Linked DNA regions of Mus musculus: region 1 is linked to region 2. Evidence: chromatin contacts called from public Micro-C data. All regions are on one chromosome and are shown on one strand. The core of a region is the stretch at or near the end of the contact, and the rest is flanking DNA. Distances in the headings are between cores, read along the strand shown.

Region 1 (7,097 bases), core at 1,890-4,389, 160 kb before region 2:
TGCTGAGAACCAAAATTCAGTTCTCAGAACTCATGTAGCTCGTAACTGCCTGCAGCTCCAATTCTAGGAGATCCAGTACCCTCCTCTACCACTACCACTACCAGGAATGCACACAGCATGGACACACATGTGCAGACAGACATCAGTACATACAAAAAATACATTTTTAAAGGTTATTTTTCTTGCACTCAGTCCATTAAAATGGACTAATTTTGCCAACTTTTTTACTAGTATCTCAGTGTTCAGAACCTAACACAAAGCAGATATCTAATAAATATTTGCTAAATTGACAGATAAACCACTACTTCCCAGAAAGAACTTTCAAAGGCCAATATGAGTTTATTACATGCTCAAAGCTTAGTATCTTCATGGGAAAAAAAAGGGGTGGGTTGTGTTTATGATAAACATGCAGAAGGTTACAATCTCAGCTCAAGAACAGCTCCGACCTCTCACTCCTCTTGCTCTTATTCCCCCTACTCTCCTCTCTCTCCTCTCTCTCTCTCTCTCTCTCCCTCTCTTACTCTCCAGCCTTTCTCTCTCTTTTTCTTTCCCCCTTCTCTCCTCTTGGCCATGGCCGGTCTCACTCTCCACCGTCTCTCTCCCTGCCTTTCTAAAATAAAATTCTAAAACCATTAAAAAAAAAAAAAAAAAAACCCAACTCCGACACTGGATAATCTCTAGATACCAGATCCCTTCTCCCAGACAGAAACAACCAAATCCATCTAATCCTCCCACCAAGGCCCTGCCACAGCCTAGGAAAAGACAGTCTGGAAAACCGCTTTCACACATGAAGAACTGTAACGCGAAATGCTTCGGGGATGCCCACTTCTACCTGGCCCTCTTCTAAGCACTGCGTTCAATCATTTGATTCTGATAAGCAACCTTGTGATGCATTCCCATCTAGCCTTACTCTACTTTCCAAAAGATTTGGGCCTTAGTGAAGTAAAGTGACTTTCCAGTGTCACACAGTAAACAGAGAAGCTAGAATATCAGACTGAGCCCAGAGCTTCTGCCCCTGATCACCAGTTTACTGAGACTCACTTCAGGAACCAAGGTGCCTTTCTGGTAGACAGTCTACTGACTTAGAGAGTTTATGATCCAGTAAGAAACACAGACTTCAGTTGAAAATAATTATATATGTAAAAAATGAAATAAATGCCGGAAGGACCACTCGATGGGCTTAGTCAGAACAACCTAGAACCACCTCATGACAGGGGGAGGTTTTGACCATAATTTGAAAGGAAAAGAAAACATGCCATCAAGGAGACAGGTCATGTTCCAGGTGGGAAGAAAGTTGTGCAGACAGACTATTAAGAAAAATGTTAGAGACAATGGTGTGTCTATGTAATGCCAAAACATCTGGTCAATTCCATTTTTTTTTTAAAAGCCAACCTCCATCAATGTAGTGACTTTCTTCAGTCAATCCAGATGTTTGGCGGCTTGTAGACAAAACATCCAGATGATTAACTGAAGATTTGACAGAGTTGACTGGATTAGCCAGATGTTGCAGCATTGTATAGACACTGTCAGGACGTTTACTTGGCTGGAGTGGGGTCCAGCTGTAAAAGGAGATGGATGGTCTGGGCAGTGCGGGAGCTTTGGAGCAGAAGACCTGGACCTGGACTGGATGCAACTGGGAGCTGCTGCACGAGGTGTGGGATGGAAACGACGATGCTTCGGGAAGAGATGCTGTGTGAAGAGAAGGAAGAGTAACAGTGAGAGGAAAAGCTGCAGACAGGAAAGAGGATCTTGATCTTAGGAGAGTGCAGGTGCATGTGAGGTAATTAAAGCCTGAAACAGAAGGCTGGGAAGGCAACAGGAAGAAGCGGATCTGAAAAACATTACAGAACAAGAACAGGAAGTCGTGATGGGCTAGACAGGGGAGTCAGATGCATATCACCCCAAGGCTGGAGACAGACAGCAAGGCCTGGGAAAGCAGCTGCTGGCAGTCCCACCACAGGAGGAAACCAAGAGGGATCCCCCAAAGCCTCCATTCCGAGCCTGCTGCCAGACCTACAGTTAGCAGGTACAGAGAAAGCAAATCCATGAGCTCTGGCTCCCAGAGCAATTCGGTACTAGATTCACACTATCGGGGAGGAATAGCCGGTGAAAAGGGTAAATTATAATGGCATCTGCTTTCATGTAGTATGCAGTGCGAGCTAAGAAATATAAAGCATAATTAGATGCAGTAAGATTATGAGAAACTGCACAGTGCCTATTTGGCTTAACAAATTAGAATTTGAAAAGCCTGTTTATAGGCAGACCTTAAAGGCTGAGTGAGGACAAGCGTTTACTTGTGTGATTTAAAGGTCTGATTTCTAAAAGTTTGAAGATCACAGGCCTTGACTTAGATACTTATTTACAGAATTTTTTTAAATGTTCTTATTTGATAAGAATCAGGCTTACCTTTAGACACAAACAAGGATTTCAGTTTATTAGAGTTAGCACCATGATGGTGCCACAGTTGAGATCTTAAATGTCCCCCAAAGGCCCGTCTCTTCATAGCTGGGTTCCTAGCCTACAGCACTAAAGGAAGGTGGTAGATGGTTAGGGCATCAGCCTTGTGGAAGGAAGTAATGTCATGGAAAGTATGCTCTTGAAGGAGATATTATCTCCTTTTTCCTTTCCACAGTCTTTGAGGTTAGCAGCCTCCGTGCTCCCACAATGGCCTGACTTGCTACCATGTTCCACAACAGTGTAACCAAGTAACCATGAACCAACACTTCTGAAATCCTGTGCCAAAATAAACCTTCCCTCTCTCCAATTGATTCACCTCAGGTATTTGTCATAGTGCGGGAAAACTAACACACAGGATGGGTGCCCTGGCTTACTAAAGAGCATCCTGAGTATTTATGGAATTTGTGGTTTTGCATATGTGCCATCTCCAGCATTTTCAGCTCCAAGCCTATCAGCCCACACAACCAGTTGGGTGCCCTTTAGACACACACTGAGAGTTTTCTCCCAACACGTGCTGCTTGTTAAATGAAGGGAAAAAAAAAAAAAAAAGAAAAGCAAAACAATTTTTTTCATAGTTTGAAATACCACTCGATGCTAGAGAGTTGCCTCCCGTGTGCAATGGCCCAGGTTCAAGCCCCAGAACCAAAAAAAAACCCAAAACAACAAAAAATAGTGAAAGGAAAAGCCTTTCAGAGAGACTAAGCTCTGTTCAAAATTTTTGTACTCTCTCTCCACACCCCCACACCACCCAACCCTGAAGTGGAAACTTAAGGGTTTTTGGGAGAGTCTGTTGTGTTAGATGGTGTTTTGCTGGGGCAAACAGGTGAAGGAGGGTTTTCCTAAAGTGGACACAGATCAAAGACTAAGGTAGACTCATGAAGGAACGTTTCACTGAAGCAGACATCAAGAGAATGTTCTGCTAAAACAAACACATGAAGAGACTCGTGATGAAGGATTCTTTGCTAACGGCTTGCATGTATTGATTGGTCCACCTTATATTGCATAGTTGAGCTCTCCTTGTCGGGACTCCAAGGACTTGGGCTGATTGGATGCATGTGCTGAGGCACGACACACAGAGGACACATGATGTTTGGAGGGCATAAATAGGATTGGACGGAGTGATGGAGACAGAGCGTGGCTTGCTGGTACAGCTAGCTGAGCAATGCTCGTGGGTCCCGAGTCTTCACTGATCTTCACTTCCCTGGGAGAGGCACACCTGAGAACGTCTCCTGGTGTTCCTGTTGGTCCCTCGGCCTGGCTGTCTGCTAGGTCATGTTACTGCTGTTGCTAACCTGACTCTACTGAACTGGATTGCTGGTGTATCCATGAGATGTTTGCAAGTGGATCAAGCTGCCGCTACCAACCTGTGAATTGAACTGCCAATTTTCAGACAACTCAGATGGGAGTTGCTCCAAAGAACCTTTCCAAACAGATCCACTCAGCCCTACCCCCATCCCTTGTCCTTTCTTTCATACTACCTCTGGTGGGTGGTGGGCTACAGGGGAGGTTAAATTGATTAAGAACCATCATTAAAAATAGGATTTGAAAAAAATTAAAGTTATACCAGCCCCTACAAACACCCTAGAAGAACACAGAATGTAAGAGTAGAAATGTGTTCGTGTATTGCAGTCACCCTGGGGAGATGAAGGGGTCAGGGATCCTATTGTCATTAATTTCCCACACTCGGGACAAGTTTGGGTAGGGGTCCAGGGCCTGTCGTTGTGTTGTTGTTGATTTTGTTGTTGCTGTTGTTGCTTATTAAGCTCCCCCAACTAATTGTGATGCTTTGGTTTTGTTTTTCACTTCCCTGAAGATCAGCCCTGGACAGGTGCTGCTGTCCAAAGGCAGAAACTAAAGAATGAGAAACACCTATCAGATCTGAGACTCTCAAACTGTAAACATTGATTTAATGTCTTTGCTCTCCTAGGAGTCACATCGCCCTAAAGACTCCTTTATGAAATGAGTTCCTAGGCAAACTCAGTCTATCCTTTGATGGTAAAATTTTTCACAGAAGCTGCACGAAGTCTGATTCAATCAGCCTGAGAACCTAAGATGATAGTAGGACCTTTGTCTGGTCTATGTTCCCAGGACTACTATACACCCCACCCCCAAACACTGCTAATGCAAGACAGGAAATGTAATTAATGATCTTGATAAGTCTCGCCCAGTACTCCAAGGCTGAACAAGTCACTTATTTGTCAAGTAGAACACCAGTTGGTTTCTCTAAAACAATGAGTGTGATTCAGGTGTTTCATATCTGCTTCCTGTGGCCCTTCTCTTATAGAAAGGAGATTTAGCAGATAGCAAGTTACTTTTTCAAAAAGCTAATCAACACCAAGATTAGAGTGTTTGTTCTCTTAGATACCCTTCTCTTGGCAGAACAAGCTATACCCACAAGAAGACATTCTGGGTTGTTTTTTGTTTTGTTTTGTTTTGTTTTTTCCTTGACAATATGGTTTTATTTGCCCTGGGATCAACTTATTTTCCTGGACTTCTTTTCCCCAAGGATATAGAAGTAGACACCGGGAGAATTTTATTTAAAAGCCAGTAGTGTGGCATAGTGGAAAGTCAAATGTACATTTGACTCACTTTGCTGCTCTTTAAATACACCAGACATCCCATACACAAGAATTACTTCTGGTCTGAGTAGTGGTTATTTCCCACTTCTCCAGACTCTTTCAAGTCTCTTATAGCAACCACAGCAAATAGTGTCATGCCCCTGTGGGAGGACGAGAGGGCAAGAGAGGGCTGTGAAGGAAAACCCTTGAGAATGTTCACAGCATAAAGGTCTTTTGTCCTGAAACAAATCGAAACAGATTCATTTCTAAACCTCTTATGTAAATACATCGATGTTCACCACCTTGATCTGAACCACGGTGTATTGATAAGGGTAAGCCCTTAATCGATGACTCTTTAGATACATAATTGATTCTACTACCTTAGTATAACTGATCACATAGAAAGGCTTTTGAGTACTGAATGCTTTTTCTTCTTGAGAGAAACTGCCAGCTCATGCAATGACTTTGTATAAGCTGGGGGAAAGGCACCATTCCCAAGACACTTCCCACACATCACAAATTCTAAAAATGAGCTTTGGGGAAATCCTTCCCTGCATCTGCAATGTAACAATGCCTGCTCTAGTGTTTTCTTGTCCATCTGTCACACTCCAGTTCTCTGAGGAACCAGATCTTTGTCCCTCCAACATGGCCGTGGAGCCAATGTTAAGCAGATTTACCCTACTAGGCCTGGTCTGTCTCTATGTCTCCTGAAGAGGCTTAATGTTATAGATAGATAGATAGATAGATAGATAGATAGATAGATAGATAAAATACCCTGGGAATTCAGAATAGACAGGAAATCCAGAGCCCTCAATAGACACAATCCCCACCACCACCTCTGCCGCTTGACTTTCTAAAGAGCTCTGCAGAAGATAACTCCTTACCAAGCTCACCAACCAATGGCTGCCGAACAAAATGAGGGACAAAGACATTCTTCCCAGCCCTGAGGAATACGAGTAGTGAATATTCTTTTTCTACAGGCTGGTTGTAGTCTTAGGTCTCCACAGGCTACTGACTGGTGGATCACTGTCTGCCTGTAAACATTCTGCTACAGTCCATCCGCTGCCTGTAGCCGCTGGGGAAGCCCTTCTCTTTATGCTCAGTGTGAGCTGTCCATTTAGTGTCTCCTCTCCAGAGCAAATGCCCTCTGCGCTAACAAGGACAAGGGCTACTTAGGAGTTAAGCACACTACCACAAACCTCCTTGAATATCCTAGTGAACGTTTCCCCAGCTTGTTCATTAATAACAAGAGTTTTCTGTTTCTCAACAATTGCACCAAGAGCCATCTGAAGAGGAGGCAGCCATTTAAGAACTCTGTACTGCCAAAGCAGTCTTCTGGCTTCTAGAATGAGCCCTCTTTGTATTTTCCTTGCTATTGGTAGTTCAAACCTTTATCCCATCAGTAAAGGAAGAAATATTTTGTTTTGTTTTCCTTTTTACAAGTGAACTTTTCTCCAGTCACCTTCCACACTGAGGATAAAGTACTAAATTTACAAATGCTAAAACCCAAGTTCTCACTCTTCTGGGCCAACACAACAGAGACAGGTTTTGGCATTCCCATCGTCCTTTAAAATTACTACAGAAAGAGAAAATGGTGGCCACAGATCCGATGTGTATACAGTTAAACCTTAAGAAAACTGCTTCCAAGACAGAATTCAGATGTTCCAGTGTTTGTTGGAATGGATCAATAACAACAACAAAAGTGAAAAATCACATTTCAAATCCTGGTTGCTTTGCCTGCAGGACCTCCTTGAGATGGACTCTACTGGAAACAATTCCATCTTCCAGAGTGGATATTCACTTGTTTGCTCTCCCAGCCAGGAGTCTGGAAGAAGCCAGCAGGCAGTGTAGTCATTTGGTAATGTCCTTCTGGCTGCCAAGGTGGATTAGTGCTGGGAGATCTTACAACTGGTGAGTAATGGGCAGTGTTTACTGATCCTCCGAGATCCCCAAGGTGTGATTATTTTCATCTGTAGACTTCTGTCATCCCCCAAAGTGTGCTCTGTCATTTCCTCTCTTCTTCCTTCACTGGCCTCTCCAGGCTGCGCTATAAGGACAACAAGGCCCAGGAGTCGTCACCGG
Region 2 (7,245 bases), core at 1,183-3,682:
TCAATGCAAGTATGGTCTGCAAAATAAGATAAATCTAGGACAGCCAGCACTACCCAAAAAAACCCTCTCTTGGAAAACAAAAACAAACAAACAAATGAAACAAAAAAACAAAACAAACAAAACAACAACAAAACAAAATCCCCAAAATATGTATAACCAGTATCACCCAGAAGCCTTAAAATACCAAGTAGATGCCCAGCATGATATTTAAAATCTCAAATAGCAGGGTATCAATCTGATGAGCTAAATTCACAATTACACAAAGGTATGCTAATCTATCGGGACAAACCTAGACCATGGATTTTGACCATCATTTTGTTTTACATAGTTTTAAAGATTTATTTTGAGTTGCGTTTATAAAGCTACTTAGCAGAGAAGAGGAAAAAGAAAAGTACATGTTCTTTCCAAAAATGTCTGTCTACCACTCTGGCTGCTTTGTGTCTCACTCCACAGGAACTACCATACAATTTTACAAGAAGCAAGGTGCGTACTTGCAAATATGAATACACAATGTTTTCTTTCATCTAAAGAAACGAATTTTCACTTTTTGTCATACTTACTCAGGTGGGCAAGGCTCAGTGTTGCAGGCTCTTTGATTTTCAGGTGGCTTACTGTCAGGATCACAGAAATTGTTCTGGACAATGGAGTTGTCATCCAATCTTTTACAGACCACTTCTTGTCTTTGGACACCTTTAAAAAAAGGAATGGCATCCTTAATTGGAGAGTAGTTTCCCTTCCAAAAGGTGAGGCAAGTATTGCTTTCATCTGGGAAGCCAAGCTCACTGGATCACTGCTGTCCTATCTGCTCTGAAACACTTGTCTAGTTCTCTAAACAGGACAGAAGTGTTGCCGATTATAGTCAAACTTTAGACAAAAATAATTGTTTTCGTATTCAGAACCACAGATGTTTTGAAGCTGCAATTAATGTTTCCATTTTATGTACATCTTCATGGTTTCCTTAAAAAAATCCTTGAATTTTCCAAAATAGGATATAAAATGTATTAATATACATTTTAGTATAAGACAATGCATGCATATGCATATGTATTTAAAAACAAAGCAACAGGGACTAATTTACTTTCTGACATTTTATAGGACAGGATAAAACAAGGTCATTTTAAATTATGAATATATCACATCCACACATTTCACTTATTTCCTTCCATTTATGATTGCATCTTTCTAAGAGCTCATCAAGTTAGAGGTAATGGACCACTTTTGGACTGCAAGAAACTGGTCTGTTTTATTGTAACAGACTTGGATACCTTTTGATTATACCACTGTCAAAGGTAAAATACATAGTTTGTTGTAATATTAATTTACAAAATGCTTATTTTGTTCTTAAATATTAGTCCATGTGACTTATTAGCATAACTAAAAACATTCTCATTTTACAATTTACAAAATTCTTATGCATATGCTTATGATTATTAGCAGACATATCCACTACAACTTGGTCATACTTCACAAAATGCAATCACACACACACACACACACACACACACACACACACAGACTTTTATTTATAAACATCCTTTGTGAAGAGATTTAATATATAACCATTTTGCTTTAGTATCAGGAATCAAGCAAGGAGACATATTTCACAATATCAGAGAAAAGCAAGTTTCAGATCATACGAAAGGCGTCATTCATTCATTATTAACAATTTCATCTTGGAAATGGGCATCAAAGCAGAAGGGAAGCTCTTTCCTGAACTTCCCCTCCCCTTCCCTATGGACACAAAAGGTGAATGTAAAAGCAGCACTCACAGCATTCAGGGAAGCACAGATTTACATACCAGCTAATTCTATATGTTCTTCCATCAGTCTACCTGCCTACCTGTCTCCCTCTTTCCATCCATCTCTTCTTTTCTTCTGGTTATTTTTAAAATGTAATAACCTATTTTTAAAAAGAAATTTGTTCACAAACGTGGGAGTTCTTATGAAAAAGGATCTTTTGATGAAGGAAAATTTCCCGGGAAGAACTAGGCTTCTCCCAAGGCTGCTTATGTCTCGGGCATGAATCAGTTGTCTTGTGTTGGTCACATTCAACTAATCCCTTTGAATATAAGAGATTGATAGGAAAATCTATTAAGTCTATTGATCTCAGCAGACTAACTTCTGTAGCTACCATCTCAATGGTGAGTTGTTGAAGAAGGTATATCTTATTGCTTTCAGTGACTCAAGACTCCTAGGATCACCTTCAGTAACATGTTTTTAGGGGTCTAAAATATAGTCCAACAGTTTACTGGCAAATGTCTTAAGGTTGTATTCATTCCCTCCCAATCCCTAGAATAGCAAATGACAGCAGTGGAATTTTTTAACTATTGAAATTAAATGTTTGAGGGAAGAATGATTCACAAGAAGCATAGCTGTGATCCGCTCTCAGATGCTCCATGTTTCATCACATTACCTCTGCATTGTGTCATTCCTGTGGGCAGATAACTATAGCCATGTGGCTACCTAGTCACATACCTCCACTGTTAGTCACAGGGCTCAGCTACTGACATTGCTACAAAAAGCAATATATCCAGTTGAAGGAAATGTTTGTTTATATCAAGAGCAGGCATCACTTTTTTAGGTTTAGCATGTATTTCTAAAAGGCATTAAATGTGGCTACTCTTGGAACAAAAATGCTGGCCTTTAATACAATATGTCGGTTGATTCTCAGAATAAACATTGAAACTATGAAATGGAGTCTATGCTGCTTAATTTCAGTGACAGAAACTGTAAGTTAGTTTCTAAAAGTTAAGATAAAAGTTCAGTGTCTTTAAGAGAGCATTACAAATGCATTTGCTTAAAGCAGCCTTTATTTTTAAAGCAGGCCCTATGCAGCTTGAATCTCAGGTCAGACTAGTATAAGTAATTAGTAGATATTTACATTTCACTTTTATATAAATTATAGCTATGTATGTATTTTCAAAAATGTTTTCTAGGTAATATTTACTGTTAAAACTTAAGAAAACAGGCAAAACCACAGTGAATCAAATAAATATTGAGAATAGTCTCATGTCATTGTTCTGGAGACTAGATCTCTTTGGTTATTAAGACCCAGCGACTGTACCTTAACAATACATAGGCTCACAAGAAAATCTGCCACCTCAATGTGGTTGCTGTATCATTCACTCCGAACAAAATATAAGACACTTGTGCTTCTTAAACAATTTTGAACTTCATATTAAGCATTAAAAGTTGACTCATCTTTGGCTGTACATTCCATATATCCTTAAGAACTAGGAACTAAGGGGCTTCTAGGTTTTTATAATTTCAATATGCTATTTTTTGATAAATGAAAATTAATGTCCTCGAAAAGATAACTAAAATTATTTTATATTTTACAAAGATATTTTTCCTTACACTCATTAATTTTCTTCTAAAATGCTGTACCAATGTGGCATTAACATATTTCAAATCACCCCACAGCATTACATTGTGTTCATTTAATAGCGTTCATATTTTCAGCTTGTATCCGTACACTTGGCAGGTTGATTGCTTTTCTGTTTTGATCTTAAGTCAGTATTAACAGGATAACCATAAACAAATGAACCTAAATGGATTGATTTTTAAACACAGTGTTTAATTAAAGGTGAATATAACTTTTAACTTCAGAAAGTAGAAAATACAATGGAAATAATCTAAGTGAACAAGAAAAATGGAGTTTAGAATGTTTCCATATGGCAGCCAGTCCCACAACACCCAGAGGAAGCTCCAGTCCCAGGCGCTCTAACACACCCAGGATCAGAGGATCAGAGGTGAGGATGACACAACATCTGTTCCAGCACCACCGGGAGTAATTGGGACCAGCGGGATCTAGGGATGCAGGAACCCTGCCCGACCAGTGCCATTGGTTCCTTCCAGTCTGAGTTGGTGCCCTGATCAGATCTTGGGCCTGAACTCTGCAGCCAGTCCCACAACACCAAGAGGAAATTCCACTCCCAGGCGCTCTAATACACCCAGGGGCTTGGTCACACCAGAATCTCAGGGTCCCAGAGGAAGCTTGACTCCCAGGAGCTCTGACACATCCAGGATCCCAGGATCCCAGGATCCCAGAATCACAGCATCCCAGAGACAGCTGGACTCTGAGGAGTTCTGACACAACCAGGATCATAGGAAGGACAGGCTCCAGTCAGATATAGCGAGGACAGGGAGCACTAGCAAGAACCAGATGGTGGGAGGCAAGCATAAGAACATAAGCAACAGAAACCAAGGTTACTTGGCATCATCTGAACCCAGTTCTCCCACCACAGTGAGCTCTGGATACCCTAACACACCAGAAAAGCAAGATTTTGATTTAAAATCACATCTCATGACGATGATAGAGGACATCTTTAAGATGTCCATCCTTTAAGAAGGACATAAATAACTTCCTTAAAGAAATACAGGAGAACACAGGTAAACAGGTAGAAGCCCTTAAAGAGGAAACACAAAAATCCCTTAAAGAATAAGAGGAAAACAAAGCCAAACAGGTGAAGGAACTGAACAAAACCATCCAGGATCTAAAAATGGAAATAGAAACAATAAAGAAATCACAAAATCACAACGGGAGACAACCCTGGAGATAGAAAACCTACAAAAGAGATCAGGAGTCATAGATGCAAGCATCACCAACAAAATACAAGTAGACGAGAGAATCTCTGGTGCAGAAGATACCATAGAAAACATTGACACAACAGTGAAAGAAAATGCAACATGCAAACAACTTCTAACCCAAAACATCCAGGAAATTCAGGACACAATGAGAAGACCAAATATAAAAATAATAGATATAGAAGAGAGACTAAATTAAAGGACCAGTACATATCTTCAAAAAAATTATAGAAGACCAGAGCTACACAAAGAAACTCTGTCTCGAAAAACAAAACAAAAGAAAAATTATAGAAGAAAACTTCCCAAACCTAAAGAAAGAGATGCCCATGAACATACAAGAAGCCTACAGAACTCCAAATAGACTGGACCAGAAAAGAAATTCCTCCCATCACATAGTAATCAAAACACCAAATGCATTAAACAAAGAAAGAATATTAAAAGCAGTAAGGGAAAAAGATCAAGTATCATATAAAGGCAGACCTATCAGAATTGCACCAGAGACTATCAAAGCCAGGAGATCCTGGGCAGATCTCATACAAACCCTAAGAGACAACAAATGCCAGCCCAGACTACTATACCCAGCAAAACTCCCAATTACCATAGATGGAGAAAACAAGGTATTCCATGACAAAACCAAATTTACACAATACCTTTCAACAAATATAGCCCTTCAAAGGATAATAAAGGGAAAACTCCAACACAAGGGGAGAAACTACACCTTAGAGAAAGTAATCTTTCAACAAACCTAAAAGAAGATAGCCACATGAACAGAATTCCAACTATAACAACAAAAATAGCAGGGAGTAACAATCACTTTTCCTTAATATCTCTTAACATCAATGGACTCAACTGCCCATTAAAAAGACATAGACTAACAGACTGGATACACAATCAGGACTCAGCATTTTGCTGCATACAGGAAATGCACCTCAGTGAAAAAGACAGACACTGCCTCAGAGTAAAAGGTTGGAAAACAATTTTCCAAGCAAATGGTCCCAAGAAACAAGCTGGGGTAGCCATTCTAATATCAAACAAAACTGACTCAATAGAAATAGATGTATAAAAGTTGGGGTCATAAACAGATGCACATAGCACTTAAAATGAACAGAATGTATAGAAACAAACACTTATCTAGGACTAATTGGCTATTCTGGGTCTTTTGTTGCTCCATATCAAATTGAAGATTTTCTTTCTATTTATGTGAAGAATGTGATGAGGATGTTGATTGTGACTTCATTGAATCAGTAAACTGTTTTGGTAGGAAGGTCTTTCTTCACAATGTTAATTCTATCAAGCAATATGCTTGGGAGGTCTTCAAATTCGAGTATGTTTCTTAATCTCTTCCTTCACATATTTAAAGTTTTCATTGTAGAGGTTTTTTACCTCTTTTGTTATGTATATTCTAAATATTTTATTTTATTTGAGAGACTGGCAAGAGGAGTGTGTCCATGATCTCTTTCTCAGCATGCTTATTACTCATATGTATTAAGACTGGTAAATTTTATAACTAAATTTTGTATCATAACATGTTGCTGAAATTATTGATAATTTCTACAATTTTTATAGTCAAATTTTGGGAACATTGGGTATAAGATAATGTAACCTTCAATTGAAAATAATTTGACTTAATATTTTCCCATTGTATCCCTTCTCTTGCCTTATTGCTCCAGCTAACGCTTCAATCACATTATGGATGAGCAGTAGGGATAGTGGGCAGTCCTTTCCCATTCCTGACTTTAATGGGGCTTATTAATGGTTTTATTCATTTTGGATGATATTGGCCATGAGTTTTTCATACACATCCTTTATCATGTTGGAATATGTTTCCTACAGCCCTACTTGTTCTAGGGCTTAAGAATGCATGTTGAATTTTATCAAAGACTTTTTCTTTCTTTCTTCCTTCCTTCCTTCTTTCCTTCCTTCCTTCCTTCCTTCCTTCCTTCCTTCCTTCCTTCCTTCCTTCCTTCCCTTCCTTCCCTTCCCTTCCCCTTCCTTCCTTCCTTCCTTCCTTCCTTCCTTCCTTCCTTCCTTCCTTCCTTCCTTCCTTCCTTCTGTTTCCATTAAGATGATTATATGAGGGGCTGGCGAGATGGCTCAGAGGTTAAGAGCACCGACTACTCTTCCGAAGGTCCCGAGTTCAAATCCCAGCACCCACATGGTGGCTCGCAACCATCCGTAACGAAAATCTGATGCCTTCTTCTGGAGTATCTGAGGACAGCTACAGTGTACTTACATATAATAAATAAATAAATCTTTAAAAAAAGATGATTATATGATTCTTATATATATATTTTTGTCTATGTATTTGGTTAATTATGATTTTCTTATATATGTTAAAAATAAAATAAAATGTACAACTAAAAAAAAAAAAGAAGAAAAACAAAACCTCCTCCTGACTGCCTGGAAGTCAATATTCTGCTAGCAGCCCTCAGATGGTGTAGAGCTCCTCCTGAGCCATACCTGGACGCTGCCTTGCCCCTGCCTTGATGATAATAGACTGAACCTCTCAACCTGTATGCCAGCCCCAATGAAATGTCGGTCTTATAAGGAAAAAAAAAAGAGTTGAAGATGAGCTATCATTTAAGGAGCACATAGTCATTTATGTTATAAAGAATGATGATAGCTGGTATGAAGGAGTCTGCAATAAGTAGAATGACTG

What was found. Hi-C and Micro-C count contacts between places; a contact is called where the count stands out from the background.
Region 1: a contact with region 2 is called in a Micro-C map of muscle stem cells, with 3 times the contacts expected there. The contact joins two enhancer-like sites. A contact is called at or near these places in 4 of 484 Hi-C or Micro-C datasets (CD4 T cells, cumulus cells, muscle stem cells and 1 more) and 3 of 115 datasets of contacts at active chromatin or transcription factors (the NIH/3T3 cell line, embryonic fibroblasts and thymic regulatory T cells).

The regions. Positions count from the first base shown.
Region 1 is chr13:104,618,138-104,625,234 of GRCm38.p6, reverse strand. No RefSeq gene overlaps it. Among named protein-coding and RNA genes, the nearest start is that of Cwc27, 200 kb to the left of the region's middle. Within about 2 kb of position 3,139, at least 59 of the 459 cell types and tissues checked have an H3K27ac peak or open chromatin away from gene starts, as enhancers often do. A contact at or near this core is called in muscle stem cells, where this site is marked.
Region 2 is chr13:104,455,673-104,462,917 of GRCm38.p6, reverse strand. It overlaps Adamts6 (a disintegrin-like and metallopeptidase (reprolysin type) with thrombospondin type 1 motif, 6), which reads right to left. Exons shown (of 25, transcript NM_001081020.2): 21 at 561-690. Among named protein-coding and RNA genes, the nearest start is that of Adamts6, 170 kb to the right of the region's middle. Within about 2 kb of position 2,432, at least 33 of the 459 cell types and tissues checked have an H3K27ac peak or open chromatin away from gene starts, as enhancers often do. A contact at or near this core is called in muscle stem cells, where this site is marked.